Regions from separate parts of the Drosophila melanogaster genome. Here region 2 is linked to region 1. Evidence: chromatin contacts called from public Hi-C data. All regions are on one chromosome and are shown on one strand. The core of a region is the stretch at or near the end of the contact, and the rest is flanking DNA. Distances in the headings are between cores, read along the strand shown. Region 1 holds the start of CG42876. Region 2 holds the start of CG12448.

What was found. A called contact is a pair of places that touch in the nucleus more often than the background predicts.
Region 2: a contact with region 1 is called in a Hi-C map of the Kc167 cell line, with 2.5 times the contacts expected there. A contact is called at or near these places in 11 of 107 Hi-C or Micro-C datasets (the Clone 8 cell line, the Kc167 cell line, the S2 cell line and 8 more).

The regions. Positions count from the first base shown.
Region 1 is chr2L:15,809,339-15,816,008 of dm6, reverse strand. It overlaps CG42876, which reads left to right and starts at 3,868. Exons shown (of 2, transcript NM_001299036.1): 1 at 3,868-4,079; 2 at 4,138-5,438. The coding sequence starts at 3,879. The coding sequence ends at 4,668. lncRNA:CR44602 (long non-coding RNA:CR44602) reads left to right here and starts at 5,690. Exons shown (of 2, transcript NR_124291.1): 1 at 5,690-5,934; 2 at 5,991-6,670.
Region 2 is chr2L:15,939,158-15,946,017 of dm6, reverse strand. It overlaps CG12448, which reads right to left and starts at 4,577. Exons shown (of 3, transcript NM_165140.2): 1 at 3,956-4,577; 2 at 3,598-3,893; 3 at 3,164-3,538. The coding sequence starts at 4,512. The coding sequence ends at 3,333. beat-Ib (beaten path Ib) reads left to right here. Exons shown (of 7, transcript NM_078855.4): 2 at 5,936-6,654. The coding sequence starts at 6,585.

The sequences.
Region 1 (6,670 bases), core at 2,619-5,118:
TTCCCATTCCACGGGCCCCTCTTTATATGCAAATTTGCGAAAGGGTTAACTTTTGACTGAAGGTCAGTTGGCGTTTTGTTCGACGCTGTGGCACAGTATATAATAGATTGTATATCATTTTTCTCCCATTCCGGTCTGTTCATTTTTAACGACAGAATTGATTGACATTTTGCACCCTCGAGGCGGGTGTATTCAATATTCCAAATAAACCAAAACCGAGATGAGTTTGCGTTGATAAGCCCATAAAATTATTTTAGTTGATTTTTCTGGCAAAAGAAAACAACGGACTGTCAAAAACAATAATATATAATGGGGTATTGAAAGCCTAATAGTATTAATTACCTTTTGCGTAAAATGTGGAAAAGTACGTATTGCAATTTGTATATGAATAAAAAGAACATATATATATATATATATTGCTATGTTATTCCGTTTTCGTGCAGCATTCATTTAGTTAAGGTCACTTCCTGCCTAAGCCCATAAACCAGTCCGAGAACCTAGAAAATGGTCCAGAACAAAACTGAATCCAACCAAGGGCGTGGTGAGCCACCTGTAAGCCGCTTGCCAATCGCTGACAGCCAACGCTTAACGTGAAAATCCCCTAAATCGCTCCTGTTGCAAACGAGTTTCGCCCTGGATCTGGCTTTAGCTGGCCTTGGCTCTGTGTTCGCATATGTATCTGTATCCGTATCTGCCGCTGACCGGAACCCAATTGAATCGAGGCCAGTGGAGTCGACCGGCTACTTTGGCGCACTTCTGAGGCTGCACTGCTTGGCTTCCTGTTGCCATCGGCAGAAAGGTAAACAGAAATGTTTTCATGGACACAACTGAAGTGGAAAAAAGGAACCATTCCATAGGAATCGGTGGGAATAGCGTAGATATCTGCCTCCCTCTCTGGGGTGTCATTAGCCCCTGTTGTTATAAATACTGTCTACGCCGTTATTTGTTGGTTGGGTGAGTAATGTGTTTAGCTAGATTTATAGGCTTAGTCCTCCTAAGTTATGAGCCACAGTGTAATATAATCTCTTGTAGAGATACTAAATATACCTGAAACAATAAATATAAAAACAAATATTTGAAATGTTAATTTAATTATCAGAAAGCATTTTACTTACGCCAAATTACAAATTGCATGTTAGGGATACCACGTAGGACTACCCGCAGGGATAAATGAATGCTCTCCATGGCTAAAGAAAATATTGTTGTAAACTAGAACGAAAAAGCGAATTTCTAATTATACGTAACTGTTCGTTGAGCCCCGAAATGAAAAACGTTAAATGAAAATTGTGAAACGGCTAAAACGAAATGAAATCATCAACAAAAGCATAATTCAATTTTACGGACCGTTGAAGCCACTAATGAATTATCGTATAGAGTTCGATAGGACATAGCCATGGATTTATACAACTTCATATGTGCAGATGTACCCATCGCAAATAGTTTTTCTGTTTTTCTTTTTTTTATGCATTTCCATTAAATTTCATTGCATTTTGGATTTTGTTTCTGTGTGCCATTCGGAATTCTGTTTGCCAGGGCCCAATGATCCCTTGCCTTTTTCCCTCTTGTTTCGATTAGGTTTTTTTCGGGTCTGTATATTTTTCGTTTACTTAATGAGCAATTTGCTGCTCAAAAACTTTTTTTACCTATTTCTTTATATTTAAGAATAAACACCGAAAGCAGTTGTAAACAAGTAATTGCACTTGAAGACAATCAGATAAGAAAACCGAGGTTATAACTTTACAGACGAGAGACAGGAAAAAAAAAGAAAAAAAGAGGCGGGAGTTTTGGAAAAATGGGATGGCGAAAGGGAGCGAAAAAGCTCATAAGATAATATAGGGAAAAAATTAAAATATGTATTATTATTTTAATACCACATTTTCTTTATACCAAAATATTCTTGGACTTTTGTTATAGGCAATATTTTTGGGGCATTTATAGCCGACTGAAAAATCTAAAATAGGATGGTCATTTTATAGAGCTCTCATATTTCCTTTTTATAGATATTATTATTTATTTTAGGCAATTTTTTTTTTTGTTTTATTTTGTATAACTTGTATGACTTCGGCTTTATATCAAACGTTGGGCTTTGCTTTAAACTGGGTTACTGTGCTTCGTGGGCTTTTGTAAATTAGGCTATTTTAAAGCTGTCTCGTCCCAAGAGGCCCCACAAATATTTAACGCAACATTTAACCATCGGTTGTGCGCACCACACCATCAACCAAATGTCCATATAACCAAAAAAAAAAAAGGCGTACAAGGCCAATTGGGCAAGGGATGAAAAAGGGTAACTGAAAAGGCCAAAAGGCAGCTTTGATGTTATTGCCGCAAATTAGCTAGAAATCTTTTGCCTACAGGTCACCGCTATCCCTTTTTTCATTCCATTCGACCATTTACCACTTCTTTTACCCGAATATTTTTTGGCCTTCAGCTTTTCCGATTATTTTTACCTACACCTGTGCGTAACAAATAGAAATTTGCCAAGAAAATAATTGAACTTCAATTGAGTGAGAGCATGTGCAGAATTTCAAGTATACGTATTACCGCCTGTATGTATAGAAAGAGCCAAACGCACATAAAATAAAATACAAAGTTTTGGATTCCCCCAACTTTGGCAGACTCCATGCTCAAGTTAAAGCGGATTCCCAGTTATGTTTTCCCATATTTCTGCTATAAGTCGAGGAAGGGAAGCAGCACATTTTTGCTGCATCAATAGTTCAAATACTATTTTATGCTTAGTTGATTATTGACTGCAAGTGGAAATTTACTTTTGCTTCATCGAGAAAGGACGAGCAAGACAAAAAGAGTCTCTTTTTTGGGTTAAGTCTGGCAGAACGTTAAAAATTGGCAGACGAAAGAAACTTGTTTGTTTTTCAACTTATACGGAAATTGTATTTTTGTCCAGCAGGGAAAAAATCAAAAAAAAATCTGACAAAACTTGACAAAACAAATTGTGAGTGTCCTAACGTATACTGCGCCTTCGTGAATTCCCATTTTTGCAGCAGTTCATCTCTGTATTTCTATTGCATATTTTTGTTGTGAGCTTACGGAGTTTGGTGAACCAATACATACGATTTCTACACTCATTTGTATTCCATGTATCAGGCATAGGGCTAATTCTTCTTCGGTTTATGGCGATTCACTACCAACCGTGCTTTTAGTCACTATTGTTAGACCTTGTTCGATTCGATTGTAGAATCGTTCTTGCCGTTTCCTGTTGCCTTCTAACAATCCGAATCGCATTGTCGCTGCAGTCAAGTGCACCGCCAGAGTATCCAGCGCTTTTGTGGCCAGCGTGCAATGCTTTTCCTTGGGTTTCTATTCAGGATTCCATTGCGGCCCTAACTAACCCACACACTTCAAACTCTCGCTTTTAATGCGCTCTCCATGGAAATGCTGTTGCCATACAATCTAGGTTAACGAAGGTGCCTTAGAAGATGGATTTGTGGGTCGCAAAAGTGCAAAACAGAGCCTGGATGCCCTTTACTGCTCTACTTTTGTAAATCCATATTGGCTTAGTTTCCAAGTTACGAAAAAATGTATCTTCTCCTCGGTCAAAACCGCATTTTGAATTTCTGTGAGTGCATTTCAGCGCTTAAAATGGAAAATAAATAATTTTAGGGAAAATATTATAATTTTAACTCAAGCAAAGCTTTAGAATGTGAGTGAGTTGCATTTGGTTCTCAGAGCAAGGGAAAATGACATGGATTTGGATTCGGAAAATATATATACATTTTTTTTATAATATTTCACACAACCTCTGATTATTTAAAAGAAGATAAGACCCGCAGCAATCACTTCCACGAAGAGATAACACTTTGAGCGGTATAAATGCGAATCTTTACTCAAGTTCGATCTGAGTTATGAGTTCTCGGGTTACCATGTCGGTGCAATGGAAAATTGTCATAATGAGCTTCTTTCTGTTCAGTACCGCGCACGCTGGAGGATATTGTGGACCCAACAAGATATATGCGTGTGTGCCTACGCTATTTTGTAAAGATGGTCGCAGCACGCAAAGAAATCCCGCTGCTCACTTCAACAGGCAGTGCTTTTCGTTTGAATCTTGCTGTGACGTTAATAGGGTGAGGCCAAAGATTATTCTTTGAAGTGGCACTTTATTGAAAAACATGTTGTTTTCAGGTAATTTATGGAATGCGGTACACTGGAGGAGATTTCGAGCCAGGTCCATACGAACAAATCAGCGAGCCATTCAACAATGCTAGTGGAAAAACTTCTGGCACAAACAGTCAACAGTCAACTGGTAATACGGGTGGCACTAGTCCGACCTTGAAAAAAAAGGGCGGAGTGTCATCTATAACGAACATTCAAAATACTAATAATGGCGGAGGCAAAAATTTTACAACAAATAGTCAAATGCCGAGTTATACGATGAAAAGTCAGCCATCCAATAACGCAGGTGGAAAAACCACTACTGCAAACAATCAGGCACCCAGTGACTCAGATGGAAAAACTTTTACACACAGTACAAATTTACATGCTCATAGTTATCTTAACAATAATTCCGGAAAAACTAACTTAGGAAACCCATCTACGGCTAATACTAAAAATACAAAAAGTCCAAATTATCATCATTATCAAAATCATAATTACAATCCCAGTGGCAATTTGGGCAGGGATGTTGGAGTTCATAGACTATCTTCAAACATTTAAGTAATATCACAATTCATAAATTCAAGATAAGCTAAAGAGCGATTCGAAACTTTTAATAAATAAATACGTAAATATACTACAGTAGACGTAGTACGCTTAGAAAAACTGTTGAAACCTTTACACGATTAAAGAAATGAAAAGTACGTTCTGATAACCGTCTGGAAAACGGGAAAAGGCGATGGAGAGAAAGGTCAGCTAGACCGCTGCAGCTGTCACCATTGACAGGAAGTCGAAAGTTAGCGTCCCCCAAAAGCGGAACTCAAACTGACAGCAACAAACACACTCACCCGCCAGCCTCAAGGGCAGCCGAAAAGAAAATCAAGGCATGACAGAAATAAAGGACAAATATCTATAGGAAAATAAAAACCGAAATTTGATTTTCACAGACAAGTAAAATATTTTTTACCCCATCCTTCGCTTCTATCGAACCTATGCCAGCTGCTGAAACCAAAAGGAAATTTTAATATAAGAAAAAAGGAAAACTGGGAAAGAAAATAGAAGGACGCTCCGAGTGCGTTTTCCAGCTGTTTCACTTCAACGAGAATTTGTCATTTCTTCTTTTTCGTATTTTCCTGTCTCATTCTAAGCTTGTTTGCATGTGTTTCTCAGTCTGTTTGTGGTTTGTCCTTCCTTTGTTATTTATTATTGTTTTTCAACAGGAAATTCGTTTTCCTTGTTGTTTTGCTTCCTGCTTATTTTGGTTACCAGTTTCTTTTCATCAATTTCTTCGACTGTCTGCGTATGATTGGGAAAATCGGCACCAGAAAGCCCTTCGTCAGCCTGCAAACTAAATGCATTAGCTGATTTTAATTAAAATTATTTTGCACAGCTAAAATCAATTTCAATTTAATTCTTAAGATTATTAGCCTTGAAACTTGCTTATTCCCATATAAAAGGAATAGAAATCGTGGGTTGGTTGCATATGCTTATTTCTTACAAATATATAGATATATTTTTTTTTAAATACTCCCAAAACCATTTTAAATACAAGACGCAATCCTTACACTCAATTAAATCATCTTATTTCTGGTCAAAATATTAAAAAAAAAAGCTGGTCGAAGAGAAAAAGAAAGCTACCGTGAGGCGGCAACTCAAGCTCATTAATTTAACTTACCCAAAAAGGAAACCAAGTGGGGATGGGAAATTCAGGCCAAACAATACCGAGATAGAGGGACCGGAAAACAGGATGTGCGGCCAGGTACGAGGAGGCAACCAGAAAAAAAAACCACCAAGAAAAAGTAGCACGGAAGCGGATTTTCATTCAAGGTAAAAGCAATCAATCAATATTCATGAAATCAGATTTAATTTTAAGCGCATTTAAGTTGCCAGCCAGGAGGAGGAAAGGAGGACGCTTTCTCCATCTCGGCCCACAATTTCTCCTTGGTAATGATTCAGCATTAAATTTCGGGTGACTGAAGAAAGGCAAGAAACAACAAAATCAGCAGCGACAGCAACAGCAACAAAGAAAATCAGTAAAATGAAACGATGTCGACGTCAAAGCAAATGAAACTGAAGATGAGACCAGAGCAAAATTTCGGACGAACATCATTAGAAAGTTACTGGAATTCGGTTGTAGCCGGATGGTTGGGGTTTGGTGCTGGTGTTTGGCTATATCCATCCGACCTTGCTAATTGTATGACAACGGGGGGTGGGATTCGCCCACCTGGCCATTGAAATCATTGCTCCGTTCAAGTAGCTGAGCGCACAAAACTAAGCTGCCAATTCAATTTCGTAATCAGAGTGGCATGAAAAATTAAATAAAACATGCAAATAAAATTATTACGCATAATTTGTGTGCACAGGGTGAGATGAAGGGCTCCCGTTAGGCAATACCATTTTCCCGCGAGTTTTTCCGGTGCGGAGTGCCTGATTTTATTTCTGCTGGGATTTTGGGTGACTGATTCCCTTTGCAACTCAATTTATTTTTCTGCTTGACAATTTATCTTCAAATTTAGCTCAAGAACTTTATATTCATACATTATTAGTCTATCCCATTTTTAAA
Region 2 (6,860 bases), core at 3,328-5,827, 130 kb before region 1:
TTAGGTGAAAAAAGTTCGATCTGCGCTCTGTTGTTGCTCGGTTGCTTACAAATGGAGCAGAGACTGTTGGGAAAAAGCTAAGGGCACCAGTATTATCTTTTTTCAAATTGCTTTCGAAATGTCTTATACACGAAGACTAAAAGGATAGAACTTTTCATCAACAAGTTCTCATATGCAATCGAACTGGTCATCATATTTTCTAACTTCATATGAATCCATACATAGCAGTCTTTAGTGACTTTTAAATGCATCGTTATCAGTCATTTACTATCATGTGTATAATACTAATTTAAAGGACATTGTGTAAGTGAAGATGATTTTTTATTCTTAATACGATTTTAAAAAAAATCGCATGTACAGATGTGCAATTTTTTGCAGCTGCTAGTTGCCATTGACTCGAGTTCAGCCCAATTCATTTCAGCTTGGACCCATCAAAGCCAATAAATTCGTAAATAAAATGTGCCAATAAATGGTTGTCTCTTCCGTCAGCAACGGAAGCAGCAAAACTGAAACTAAAGTTAAATTGAATTAAAATTCAGAGCGCTTAATGTGCCGCAAACATACAGGACACACTCGCACACTCGCCTAGATCCGCTGGCAGTCTTCACATGTCGCAGATTTTTCAATAAACTAAACAATTTACGAAAATTGAAGTTTATCTCAATTGTGCAGCTGCTGTTGACAACGCTCCATACACTCGACGCTTTGTCGCCGAGGACTCAATTTGGCAATAAACTGGCACTCAGAGCTCTGGGCCGATTGCCACGCCCTAAACTCCAAACCCAAAACCCCAACCCAAACCGATACTATATAGTATATATGAGGCACGATCCGGGTCCTGTGAAGTGGTGCACAAATGCGCTTAGTTGCTTTATTGGTCAAGCTGTTGTGCGTGGATAAAACCCTTTTAGTGCACAATTGCTATAAATTCGCTTGGCCCATTATATTGCTCGTTGGGTGTGGCTTTCGAGGGTGGGGAACTCGGAATTGGAAACGGGGAGACTGGGTCTGGGACTGGAAAAGGCGAGATGAGAACTGGGAACCCTGCTATTGTCGTGTGGGGAATGGAGCAGCAGAGTCCAAGTCGATGATTTCGATTGACGGAAGAGCTTATTTTAATCTCATTTGACAGCCACGAGCAAAGGAACCCGAATAAAGGAAACTATTCTCGAGCCAACAGCTGTTGTGGGACGGGTCATTTGATAAACGGTCATTTGGCCGGGGTCAAAGGGTTAGAATGGCCTGTAGAGTGAAATGACTGGCTCTCGTAATATAATTTGCCATGATTAAGTTGGAAAATTTGCATGGACCGGCCTGACACATTTTGATGACCCAAGCATTTGGCGGCACTCGACAGTTTAGTGTTAGTTTATTGTCCAATCGGGTCGTCTGCGGGTTCATCTTCATTTCGGTCACTCGCGCACATGTCCTGGATATGGTCATAATTAAGATTAAGGTTGGGGCCTTTAATTTGAATTCTTTTGTGTCTTCGCATAATGGCCAGTTGGGCAGCAAAACACTGAAGTGAATGAAAACTAAAAAAGCCCTTAGCAAGTTTGTAGGATAAGTGGCTGCGGCAAAGGCAATTTAATTGGATGATTACTGCAAATTGTTTAGCCATGTGGAGAGTAATCATAAAATTATCTTGGCCTCCAAATTCAATCATAAATATAATTATATTGGATGGCCAGAAGTAAATTTAAGTTTGTATAAATGGGTATGGTAAAACATGAGATTTTTACATGCACAACTACGTGATTAAATTAAAATGCTGTGAGGGACTGAAACCCCTGTTTCAATGTAACAAGCCCGAAAAGTGCTCATTCTTAGCTTACAACAAGTTTATGGACTCAGTTGAGTGCTATAAGCAAGGGTTCTGAGAAAGAATCGGGTTTCATTCCGTGAATTGATGATTCAATGAAGGACGGAAAAGGAATACGGTAAACTTTCGATTTTTTCAACCAGCTGAGCAGCTTAATTGCATTCGTGTGTCGGAAGAGCCAGAGCCAGGAAAAATGGGAAAAAAAGGCAAATAAACCGTGGACGGAGACGACGAGGAGGAGATGGAGCTGCTGGGAAAATTCATTATGGACCGGCGCCTCGACTTAGTGGTAACTGTACGTATGGCAGGCATCTTAGCCAACTGGGCTCTAGCCAAGCCAATCCACTTCAGCACCTCGGGCTTGTGTTGCGGTTTGGCGCTTGTTAATTTTGCAGTGAAAATTGCTTTGGTATTTACAGTGCACTTGGCCAAAGGCGCATTACGCGCATGCCTCAAGGTCCTCGGCTGAGAGTCCTGTTCTGAGGGCTCTGGAGCTGCTGCTCGATTCCCAGGATGTTTGCTCTATGCCATTTTCCCTAATCTCCCCCTTTTCCCTGCAATCGACAGCTGTTAAACATTTTCACGTGCAGTCTGCAGCCTTGATGCTTGATTGTATTTGCCCTCTCGTCCTGGTCGACTTCCAACTGAGCCATTCAGTCAGTCAGTCATCTGCACGAACTAATCAAGACAGCCACTTAATGCCACAAAGTATGCTACTCGAATTTGTGTAACCCACTTATCTTTAAACTAATTTGTTTCCAAGCTTGGATTGGCTTCTTCTCTCACAGGACTTATCAGCCCAGGGCTGGTGTTGGATTTTCTTTATGGCTGTGGCATTACATTTTCAGCCACGAAGCGACCATAAAACAATGCCGCATAAAAAAGTGACCCCTACTTTTTGCCATCTCCATCGCTCAGAACGCGAAAGTACTCAAAGCGAATAAAACAAAAGTAACTATAATAAATGTTTGCAAATAAATTGCGAGCTGCTAAAAACGCACAGTCATCCACACAAAGGAGAACGGAATTCGTTTTTCTCCAATTTTTGTTGCCTTGACATTAAAAAAGTTTAAGCGCTCTGCTTTATTCGTCTTCAGATGAGGGACAAAATCAGTTTTATGTCGAGGAATTTCTGAAATTTTGTGACTGATGACAGTAAGAAATGGAAATATTTTGTCCGTTTCCCCCGGGCACTTTGAATGGTCAAATGGAAGGTGGGACAGATGTTCAAGCTATATCTGAATGGCTGCCAGTTGTCTTGTGCATAAGAATGAAAGTCAGCATCAATTTTTTGCCCAGATTTTTTAGAAGGGAATATATATTTATTTGTAAAATTGTTTTAAAGTTGTTCATACTCGTAGGTAACTTAAATTTATTTTGCATGCTAATGCATAAACTATTTTCAATACAGGTTCACAATTTGAAGAGCCCATAATAAAAAACAGATCGAATGTGAAAATAGATTTTCCCAGCTCTCGGTGTCTTATGGAAAGTTAATTACTGAGACAACCTATTGGCACAAGCTATCGTCTTTTACTTGGGGCTTGCAAAAACAATTATATTCATCAGCGGTCGTTAGAAGATCATCAAGATAGTATTTAATGTTACGATCCTGTGCGTTTCGTGTCTTGTTCCTTTTTGCCAAACGCTTTACAAAATCTTTGCAAAAACGATTTCGCATATTCTCTCGCATGACATGCATGCTCATACGACGTTCTGCAGTGATAAATAGATATTGGTTATCGTAAAGAGCAACTATATGGTGTCAAACTTACTGGTTGAATAGTTCATGTACACCTTCTCCACATTCTTATCTCTCATTGCCTTGTCATATACCAGAATCGTACGCTGCAAACGTGGTGTCATTCGCTTTGGCAAGGTAAATTCTAAGTCGTTAATGTTTTCTATATAGGGTCCCGGATAAGGCACTTTGGAATAAGTATTTCCCTTTCGGAACTCATGTCGCCGGTCGTTTATGAAGGATCGCTTCATTGCAATGGCTGCCCGCACACGGCCGTTATGAAAGCGGTAGCCAAAGGTACTAGAAAGGTCCTCGATCTTACTTAGCAGACTATGAATAAGACTCAACAACAATTAAAGTGTGAAAAGGAAAAAGGATTTTCAAGGACTTACTCAGATTCCCTTAATGCATAAATTCCTGGTAGCATATGTTCCTTTCGCATTCTGTGGACCTTTCTGTAAAGCGAACTGAGCATATCTTCCACATACTGTATTCGGAGCGACTTCATGCCCTGGAAGTCCTGGAAGTACTGGCGAGTCATCCATCCGCGGAACAGCGCCTGAATCTTAGTGGCCATATCGTGGTGATACTGGATGATCCTCTGCTGTAACAGCTGTTGCATAAAGGAGAACTTTGAGTGTCGCACCCAGAAACCACGCCACCACTTGCTAATGATGGTGGCAGCATCGATCTGCCTTTTAAGAGTACTTCTGGCCAAAAATCCCCTCACATGACACTGAATAGTCCTTGCAGCGTTGAACTGTTTGTAATCCAGGAGGGCAAGTTTCAGTCGACTAGATTGACCGAAATACGAATCCTGACTACTATTGGATTCCAACCAACAATCGCTGAAATTGTCCGTGTTCTGATGGCTTCCAGAACTGAAATCGCTCATGTGCTGAGAAAAGTGTTTAGAACCTCGCATCACCGAAGGACATTGTAGGAACATGGTCAAGCCGTATTCTTGCGTATGTTTATGTGTATAAATGTATTGCTGTAATGCTGTATATGTAGCTTAATGGAATTCAAAAAAGTCATTGATAGAAATTTCTAGGGAACACCTTTTCGAAAAATAAACAACATAATCTTGTCAGCTAATGGCGAATAACGCTGATTCCGCAGATATATTGGGCTTATGTTGCCGTGATATTGTACTCAGCATGAATATGATGATAAGTACTAAGTTCACCCTCTGCTGCGCCACTTGACACACATCTCTTGGCTGGTTACTGGTTTCTGGTTGGATATAGGCACCGTCCTCTCTGCCTTCATCACACAGACCGCATTCCGCTTTTCCCCGCAGAACCCACCAAATATGGGGCAGAAGCTCCACTCGGAGGCGCAGTCAACCTGTCAGTCAGCCAGGAATCCATGAATACGTGGCGAAGAGTCTCCTTTCGAACGCACTTGCAGCTTAAAGGATTTACATTGAATACTGAATGCTGATACTTCATATCAGTTTAGTTTTCCCTCGCTTTCCCTTAAAAAAAAAAAACGAAAAAGAATGGAGGGCGCAGTGAAAATCTTCGATTTCCATAAGTGAATTTTCCTCGACGCACACAGGCATGTCAACTAGGCAACCCAGCCACACGGGCGCCTTACACACATGTGTGCCACTGTCCCTGTTCTCGGCAGTCGAAAACGAAATGGTGTCATGTACGAAATGTGAAAATCGTGTTGTACAATTTCATGGCTTGGCTTTTGCCAATTTCCCATGTAAAGTCAGTCGGCTTTTCGTGTGGCGCCAAAGTCGAAATTCCCTGCTCCCTGCCCTTGCCCATGCCACGTCCCCTTTGCGGTGGCAACTGCGCGTATTTGGTTTGCTAATGGGCAACTTTGGATTTTCAAATCAGTTGGAAAATGCACTGTGCGTTTGTATTGTTTTTCGCAATATTCCAAAATCCATTGCAGCTTAAAGCGTCCATCAATGATTTAGAACCGTAGGGGATTCTCCGAGTAGAAGACAGTAAATCCTCCGCTGGGATATTGAATTTGATGATGATTGGAGTTGTCAAGACTTGAGACTTTCATGAAAGCCGAAAACCAAGCCACAAATATAAAAGGATTAAATAAATTCGGTACATTCCGCACTATGAGGAATACAAATAAAATACAAACAATACAATTAATTCAAAAATTTAAAAAAATGTCACAAGAAGAAGTTATTATTTTAGAATTCTTATACCAAAAAAAGATTATATAATTATATTTAAAAATATTTATTCAACTGTTCAATGCAGAGTTAGAGAGCTTACAAGATAAATGGTGAAGAAAATTCCGTCGAAACGAAATTTACATAACAATGAATTCAAATATTTCTAAGCTTACAACTGGATCTAATTCTATCCCCCCTCTGCTCATCAATTTTTTAGGTTAATTCGGAAGCCGAATCCAGTTCAATCATCATCCAGCAACATTGTGGAATTCCCAAGCAGGAAAAGGAAAAGCTGGGAGTGAGCCGAAGTCATATAAAATACATAGCAGCAAAGTGGAAAAATTGTGGAAAGCAGGAAATGAATATGCAAAAAAGGGCAGAAGGGATATGAAAAATGCAAATAGCCAAATCGAGTTCAATGAGAAATGCAGCTAACCCTAAGCCGAGCGTATTTACACAATTTCACATGCAAGGCAACAGCAGTGGCATTCAGGTAGTTCGGGGCACACAGGACCAGGTCACAGTCCGAATACAAATGCGACTCACTGTGCTGATTGCTAATTGTGGCTGACTGGTAAACCGAAGAAAGCAAGAGCGCCGAATGAAAAATGCATTAAATGCAACCACAAAATAGAGCAAAAAGTAAAACCAATCAAACGACAAAAAAGGGGAAATTGCACATACTGAGCGCAGAGCAAAACAAAAGGATGACAAAACCAGTTAGCGAATATTAAAATTGATTTCTGCGGTCTGGATAGCGGATATTGCTCATATATGTACGTCAATCGGTTGCAAAGGGCAGCGTGATATAAAAAATTAGCTGATTTATAAATAAACAATCATATTTGTGGGCAAAAGGACATAAAATGCAAAAGCCAGCGCTTAAACTGCGTCGACTCTTCATCATTACCGCAATTTATATAGCCAGTTTGCCAGGTAAGTTTGTTAAATTTGAAAAGCAAACACTGTCATGTCCTCATCACCTTTTACTATTTGACCACTCTCGAGCTTTAATTTAAATGTCCCAGCACACACAGTTGGCCTGAAATATTAATCGAAAATTATGGCCATGGGGACTGCTGTTTTCAAACTGGGCAATCAATTTGCCACCCACTGTTTTACTGCTCTCCCACATCATTTGC